Regions from separate parts of the Drosophila melanogaster genome. Here region 1 is linked to region 2. A link is a contact called in public Hi-C data. All regions are on one chromosome and are shown on one strand. Each heading gives the region's core, a stretch centred on a gene start, on an enhancer-like site or on the middle of the called end of the contact. The rest is flanking DNA. Distances are from core to core; before and after follow the strand shown.

Region 1 (3,755 bases), core at 396-2,895, 470 kb after region 2:
GATCTGCACTTATAGTTTTCAACACGTTACGTTTGCTGATCAAATTTGACAAAAAAAAAACAAAGATTGTTCTCTGACTTGCTGATTCCATGCAAATCAAATTCTGATGAATTCAAATTGATAGAAGTATATGTACACAAACGTCTTGAACTTTAAACAAAATAAGTTTACTCACTCACAGAACCAGACTATCAAATAACAATCCGCTTTAGGTAAAGTTTAAAGATAATAATAATCGTGTGCAGAAAGTTTTTCTTATGCAAAGCGTGACATTTGAGTTAAGTTACTTATTTAACATGGCTGTTATAGTAAATATTTGGACAATTAAATGGCCCTTTTCTCACTACATACAAATAGTTATGTCTGATCTAGCCAATAATAAGTATTTGCAATAAGAGTTTTACATCCTACAAATGTAATATCTATGATATTTAAACATAAAATATTGTTTTAGAAGCGAAATGGAGATAACTAGCATTAGGTAAATGACTACCTAGCATATCTAATCATAGTTGGATGTAGCCTAGCTATTTTAAGCGGATCATTGGTCGACATCTCTGCTCGCAAATCAAGCGAGACAAGCTAAGCATACACACACACACACATGGAGGCCACTTAACACCTTACAGGTGCACGAATGCGCAGGGGACACACATTTGTGGCGCTTTAGCACCAGAAAGACCCACTTACGCGTTGAGCTCGGGGAATATGGCGTACACATAGCACATGGTGACCAAGCTGGCCACAAAAATGCCCGCTACGATGACCAGGGACTTCTTGGTGGCCTTCTTCTCGTCTGCGGACATGGCCTGCTTTTGCGGAGTGGCCTGTTGTTGTTGCTGCTGCTGCTGTTGTTGCTGTGGATTAAGATCTTGTTGCTCCTGTGGCGGCACCTGTGGCAACAGTGGAGTAGCCACCTGATCCGGGGAGTGTTCCTGGAGCGCCTTTGCCCTGCCATTGCGCATTGTAATCCCCTCGTCAGCGGAAATGGCTAGAAAAAAAAAACAGAGACATGCAGATGTAATATGCATTCCAAAGCAGAAGTGGTGGTGGTGAACAGAATGCACGGACTAAGGGTTAATAGTCGTTTTTGGCTTCACGGGCTGCGCACTAGCTGCGGGTTAATCACCGTTCCTTCGCTCAGCTGATAAGTAAAAACAACTAAAACAGCACACTCACCCACACCACTGCAGTAAGACATTGTGGCTTTGACACGATGTACGTAAGCCCGAGTTGAAGAAGGAAAATTTAATAAGCCTTCTATATCCGATTTTAATTCACGATTGACTCATTTAGCGTCTAGGCTATTTATCAATTGTTAATGCTATTTGTGTGCCTATTTGCGCGCCAGTCACAATTTGTTGTTCTTCTCTCTATCCGCGTGCCTATGCGTATGTGTATGTGCGTGTGTCTACAACAATGAATTTAATCAATATAAAAAAAATAGGAAGTTGGCTAAAACTGCGTTAACTAGAGTAATTGTAGTTGACTACTGCGCTAATAGCAATTTTTTTAAATTTTTTCTATTGCTTTTCACTTTAGCCGACTTTTTCGGCGAACGATCACGCTTAAAAGTCAATTTAAAATAAATTAATTTCAGAAATTTCCGTCACGACCAGTGTGGCCGAAGGCGCAGTGTTGATTAAGTCCAAGCGTGTACACAGCTACCGCACAAAACTGAACGTGGGTTTCTAATAAAATCTGGTCATACTGTCATATTTAGCGCCACTTTTTAGTTTCTCTAAATTTTATTTATATTTTTTAATGTTATACGTAAATAAAAAAATGTGAGTGTCTGCATAAGCAAGTGAAGTACTTTTTTTGTATCTATAAATATCAACATAATAGTGCCCTTTTTCTTTTTGCCAAAAGACTCCATATTAATTACCACCTCCATGAAATACTGATAGAAATAGTGGAATTAAACAGTGCACTTTTTATTTTGTATGAAAATAGATTTAATAAAAATCTCATCAATATATTTAACATTCTATAATGAAACTACGACCTTCAGTGGGTAGCAAACGCATTCACGAAACTTAAGGGATTAGGTTAACTTGTTTTCATGTAAAAAAAAAAGTACGTTGGTATCTAGTCTAGAATCTGTTAGGAATCTGCTGTTGTCTTGTTTTTGAGCTGACGGTATAGCTGAACCATTTTGCTGCGCTCGGTTTCAAGCATTGACCTCGTAGCCAAGGGCAGATCTTTCCGCTTGCCCTTCATCTGGGCCTTGGTGGGTGCTTTGAAGGCGCTCTTAGATTGGGCAGCCAGCTTTAGTCGACTGCTGTCGTCGTCCTCCGGCCCACGATTTGACTGACCCTGGTCGGGATTCAGCATGGACTTTAGAAGGAGATTGGCTTTGCGTCCTGGACGCGGCACGGTTTCACTTTTTTCCGCTTTGCGCGGCAGGATTTTGAGGGAAGGTGGGGCATGGACGATCTCACCAAATGCCACAGCATCCTGTTTGAATTCTGTTGGCCCGGCATTCTGCTTCTCCTCGGTATCAACCTCTTGCTGGGCCTCCTTGTAGGCCCTCTTCACCAATTCGCGACTGGTCTTCGCATCCATGGGCTTGTGTACGACTTGAACCTTTTTGCGACCCCTTTTGCCCGCCAGCCGTTGCTCCTTTTGCTTCTGCTTGAGCAGCTCGTCGATCTCGTTTTTCGGCCTCTTTTGGACAGTAATCTCCCCGGTTTTGGGGTTTCTGATCACGTTCACACCATACTTGGCCTCGTAGTGGGCTTCCCGTACGGATGCATTGGTCATGCGATTCACTCGGCGCAGATAATCCTCGTCCGTTTCGTTGGCGAACTGCTTGATGTTACGCGTTTCCTTTGAGGAGGAACTACTGCCAGGCTTGGATCCTGGAGAGGATTTGGGCTTATCCTCCCGTCCAATTTCGCCCAATCTTAGCTTCTTGCCCGATTTGGTGGCGTTGGCAAGCTGCTGAAACTGACGGAACTTAAAGGACACCTGCTGCTCATCCTTTTTCACAGGCGGATTGTTCGTTACTTTGGAAAGTCTGAAATGTGAAATGGTGCAGATATTAGTTTAGCTGCCTTTTTCGACTGACTTGCCACTATGAACAAACTTCTTCTCCTTCTGTTCCAGCTGCTTGAGGGGATCACGGACGCCGTGGTGCTTGCGCACGGGAATCTTTCGTTTCCGAGCCATTTATTTTGGGTTTTGGTTCAATTTTTGTAAAACAAACTCGTGGTATCGACAGCATGGGTTAAAATACTAAGCGCGATGCATGCTGACAAATACCAAAACAAACCATAAATATACCAAATCGATTAAAGCTTGGACTCAAACCATTGGCGCCCAGAATTACAAATGAAATATTAAAGTTAAATATATATTAGATTAAATATATAAATGTATTTTACACTATGTATTGTATTAAGTAGTCTTCATATTCCCCTATTTTATAATATACATTTTTAATAAAGATTTATATGCTGTAATGAGAAAAGTATTTTATTGCAAGTGGTAAAATTTACTGTTTGCAGTAAAATTAAATATTTAAAGTCACGAATTTGTCTTAATTTATTGTTTTATTAGTTTATAAGCAACGACAAAATGAAGAATAAGTCTGAAACGGCACTTTCGAACTGAATACGTATGATTTAAATGTACATATGCATATTATGTACGCAAATTAATTTCATTATAAAGCTACAAATAATTTAGCTGAAGTGAAATTTTTTTTGATTGCAAATGGCAATGAATGAATAAGTATCTGGATATTAATT
Region 2 (3,988 bases), core at 963-3,462:
GCACGCGCAGTCGCGTAAAGTAATTGACTAGGATGCAGGCACTCAGGTAGCTGGTATCCTTGTCAGCCAGCAGCTGAAAGAACCGCACAAAATTCGTGTCCTGCAGGGCCAAGTAGAACTGAATGGCTTGACGCACTTCGGGACAACTCTGCAGTTCCGCGGGCAGCTGACCGATGTCCCAGAGAAAGTTGGCATCGGCCAGATTGAGCAACACAATGTAGCCCCGGAATTCCGCCTCTTTGGGACATGGAACGCCCTTAATCCGCAGGTCATGGTACATGTACTTCAGAGTCTGCAGGCATTTGGTTAGATTCTCGGCGTTGATCTTGCTGTCAAAGACGCTGGGATCGGCGTCAACCAGACGGGCGGCGCAATGAATGTGAAACCGGGCGCACTGCTCCACCAGCTTCACAGCGCCCAGAGAGCATAGCTCCTGCTGGGTGATCTCCTTTCGGATGGACCTCGTGCGATCCCAAACGAAGTGGAACCAATCGCCCATATGGCTTTGCGGATCCTGGCGCTCGCTAATGTCCATGATCTCATGCATTAGATAGCTCATGGTCATGTGCAGGGCAGTCTCATTGCGCAGTTCATGCGGCAGTGGCGTCTCCTGGTCGGCACTGCTGCGCGAGTACTGCTTCAGGGCTCTTTCGTGACAGATTAGCTCATCGGAGCCCGGTTGTAGTTCATAGTAGGCTACCTGGCGCTGGAATTCTCTCAGCACGCGCTCCTTTTCCGGACACATATCGGCGCAGTGACCCTGGGTGGCACCGGACAGCTTGTGTTGCGTTCGGTTCAACCGGAGCAGCTTATCGCGGGCATCCAGCACGCTGAACTTCTCCTCGCTTGTATGGGCGGGTCTGCGCATCATGTTCTCAAGATCCCTGAGCTGGGCAGGCGTACGATCTCTGCTCACCGGCGCCGTTGCGGGCCCAACTGGTATGGCAGGCAGCATTGAACTGCCACCGCTACCACTGCTGCCATTTTGTGGTTTTTTTATCGGCTTGCCCGACCCATACTCATTGCGCCAGCCCGACTGCAGTGCACTCAACTCCGCCTGAATGTCAGGATCCACCCACTCCTCCGTTTTCTGTGCCGGCGCCGTCTCGTTATCAGCATAGGATATATCAAACAGGTGACCCTGAAAGCTGGCGCCATCGAGAAGCGCCCGCGCCGCCTCGTCCTCGCTGGCATAGCTTACGGTGCAGGTCATTCGCCGCGGACGCAGGACGAAGTTTACGAGGGTTCCAAAACGTCCAAAGTGCGAACGCGCCACATATTTGTCCAAAAATAGCTCCGGAATGTTTCTGCATCTGGGGATTCGTATGGAACTATAGTTGACATCGCTCTGCCTTTGATGAACGAACTTTTACTCACAATAATGTCTTGTAGTTGTAGCCGCCGGGACGGGGTTCTGCCATCGATCGAATATAGTTTAAGGTTTTTAGTTTCTTTTTTAGCTGAATGAGAGCGAATGTGTGCTTTGTTGTTACAATATTGCCGTCAAGCGATTGCCGGTAATCGATAACGCAAATCTGAAAATGGCGCGAAAAAAATACCGCAATGGCTATCCCACCCACACAATATCGTTCAGGTTTAATTGAAAATTTTAATGTTTTACATTCGAGATGAATGTATTTGCCTAATAAATAAAATGTTAACAGGAGTTGGTAAACATATATTCTTAGGAAATTAGGAAATGCTTGGGGCGTTCCTTAAACTGTTGAATGAAATCGAACATCTTCTTATATTATCTTATATATATATGAATATATATATAGGTGTAGCAATCTTTTTAAGTTCTTTTTATTCTCTTTTAAGCTCTCGATTCAAACTCCTCGATCTTGATAACACTATCTGTCGTTCTTAGGACTATACAATTAATCCTATCGAAATTGGTTGTTCCTAGTATTTTATATTTATACATAGCTTACATAAGAAATATTTTCATCTTTACACTTTAATATTTTAAGACGATTAATTACCTCTTAATCAATATCTCTATTTAATAGGCTGACTTATATAAAGCAATGCAAATTCAATAAAACTTATTGCAGAATTAGATGGCATTTAGCCCAATCCCTGATTTTAAAATAAGCGGGAGATAACGAGCAGTAGTGTGACCGCCCAGTAAAGTATAACCAAATACCGCGAAGAAGCCAAGCTGCTGTTCCGATAGTATCGATGAGCCTGCCATCCCCAGAATTTTGGTCATTTGTTGTTGCTCGCCAGGGCGAATTCGAACTCGAAGCGCAGTAATCAACGCGCTGCTCGTGGATTTTTTTTGCATTTTTTTGAGTTCAAATAGTTCGTTAATAAGAGTGGCGGTCAACGATACTATTCCACTTGCAATCGAAATATGAATAGTTGAAAGTGATAAACAACAAGAAAGAAGCGACGCCAACGGGCGAAAAAGGAGATAACCGAAAACGAAAAACACGACAAAAGCAACGTTAAAAGAGAGTAACAGAAAAGATATAAAAACGATGATCGAACCGTAAATTTAAAACCATGCAATCTACAGCGCATAATATATAATAATTTGACCAAAACAAATGCCAAGTTTGCGAGCGAGAGCGAAGAACGTTAAAAAAAGAAGTAAATAAATGATCTTGGCCCGCTGTTTGTTGTTCTTGTTATTATGGTTGCCGTTGTTGTAACTCGTTTTTTTTAATGCGCGCGTGTATGAATCACACAAACACAACAAAACAAACAATAACAACGATGCCTTACGGTGAAATATGCTAAGTAAATAGCAAAAGAGAGTTCCAGTTTCCAGAGAGCGACAGAGAGGGAGAGCGCGCGAGAGCGACTACAAGTACATACTGGAAAGCGATCCCGATCCTTTTTCCAGGCACGCAGCCATCTCGCTCGCACCCATGCCGCCCTAGACCAACTTTTGTTGCAGCTGCCTAACAACCAACAATACAGCAACAACAAGCGCACTGTGCACGCGAAAGGAGCAACAAGGATGGCGATAGCTGGAAAGCGACGACGATGATGATGATGCGGTCGTAACAACAACAGCAACAAGAACAACAAAAAGCTGCTGCAGGCAGACGAGCATAGCGTTAAAAAAAAGTAGCTGCATACAAAATAGTAATAGGAAAAAATCCGAAAAATTCGAGAAAAAAATAAGTTAAAGAAACGATCGCCCAATTTAATCAAGTGCATATATGTGTGTGCAAAATAAAAAGTGCATTGCAGCAGTCAAAAATACATACTTATTATCGCAGATCGAAGACGATAATAGTTATTGTTAACACGAAAAGTACGAAATGAAGGTCACCGTCTGCTTCGGCGACGTTCGCATTCTGGTTCCCTGTGGTTCCGGCGAACTCCTCGTCCGCGATCTCGTCAAGGAGGCCACGCGACGCTACATCAAGGCGGCCGGCAAGGTAAGGGGATATACCTGATATATATGATATAGTATTATAAAGTATTACTTTACCCATCGATAGTAATTTTGATGGATAACACTTCTGGAGTTACGGGAGGTACTATGTAACTGATATAATAAATACATTAATTATAAAGAAGGTTATCTCAAAATATATTATATATACATACAAAGGACATTTACTTCATACATATGTATGACTTATAAAAATACCAATGGATTCCAATATTATACTAATTTTCTTTAATTGTATCATTATTATATTCATACAAAAAAAACCCAATTAACTTAGAATTCTAGACAATAATGTTAGGCCCAATATTATTTATGATTATATTAATGATATACATATAGACAACCGTTATCTCTCCCAATTCGTTTGAATATTTGCATTCAAAAGTATAAAAACTAATAGATATCGTAAAATACCCCGAAGCTCTCAAATATATATTATTATACACAGATAATGGTAGAAACTGGTAAAAAAAAATCAAATGGCTCTTATGGAATAAACAAATACAAATAAATAAAATGATATCTTTTCATGTAGAAATTAGTGCTCCTACATTTATTTATGTTGGTTACCAA

Evidence for each region. A called contact is a pair of places that touch in the nucleus more often than the background predicts.
Region 1: a contact with region 2 is called in a Hi-C map of the OSC cell line, with 4 times the contacts expected there. The contact joins the promoter of stas here to the promoter of baz in region 2. A contact is called at or near these places in 10 of 107 Hi-C or Micro-C datasets (the Kc167 cell line, the OSC cell line, the S2 cell line and 5 more) and 2 of 6 datasets of contacts at active chromatin or transcription factors (both in the Kc167 cell line).

The regions. Positions count from the first base shown.
Region 1 is chrX:17,626,250-17,630,004 of dm6, forward strand. stas (Stasimon) reads right to left here and starts at 1,646. Exons shown (of 4, transcript NM_132997.3): 1 at 1,180-1,646; 2 at 691-991. The coding sequence starts at 1,201. It overlaps CG8326, which reads right to left and starts at 3,243. Exons shown (of 2, transcript NM_132998.2): 1 at 3,092-3,243; 2 at 1,915-3,022. The coding sequence starts at 3,174. The coding sequence ends at 2,107. It overlaps corolla (corolla,), which reads right to left. Exons shown (of 4, transcript NM_132999.3): 4 at 3,542-3,755.
Region 2 is chrX:17,157,794-17,161,781 of dm6, forward strand. baz (bazooka) reads left to right here and starts at 2,213. Exons shown (of 8, transcript NM_001347807.1): 1 at 2,213-3,398. The coding sequence starts at 3,279. xmas (xmas,) reads right to left here and starts at 1,513. Exons shown (of 5, transcript NM_001370033.1): 1 at 1,378-1,513; 2 at 1-1,313. The coding sequence starts at 1,421.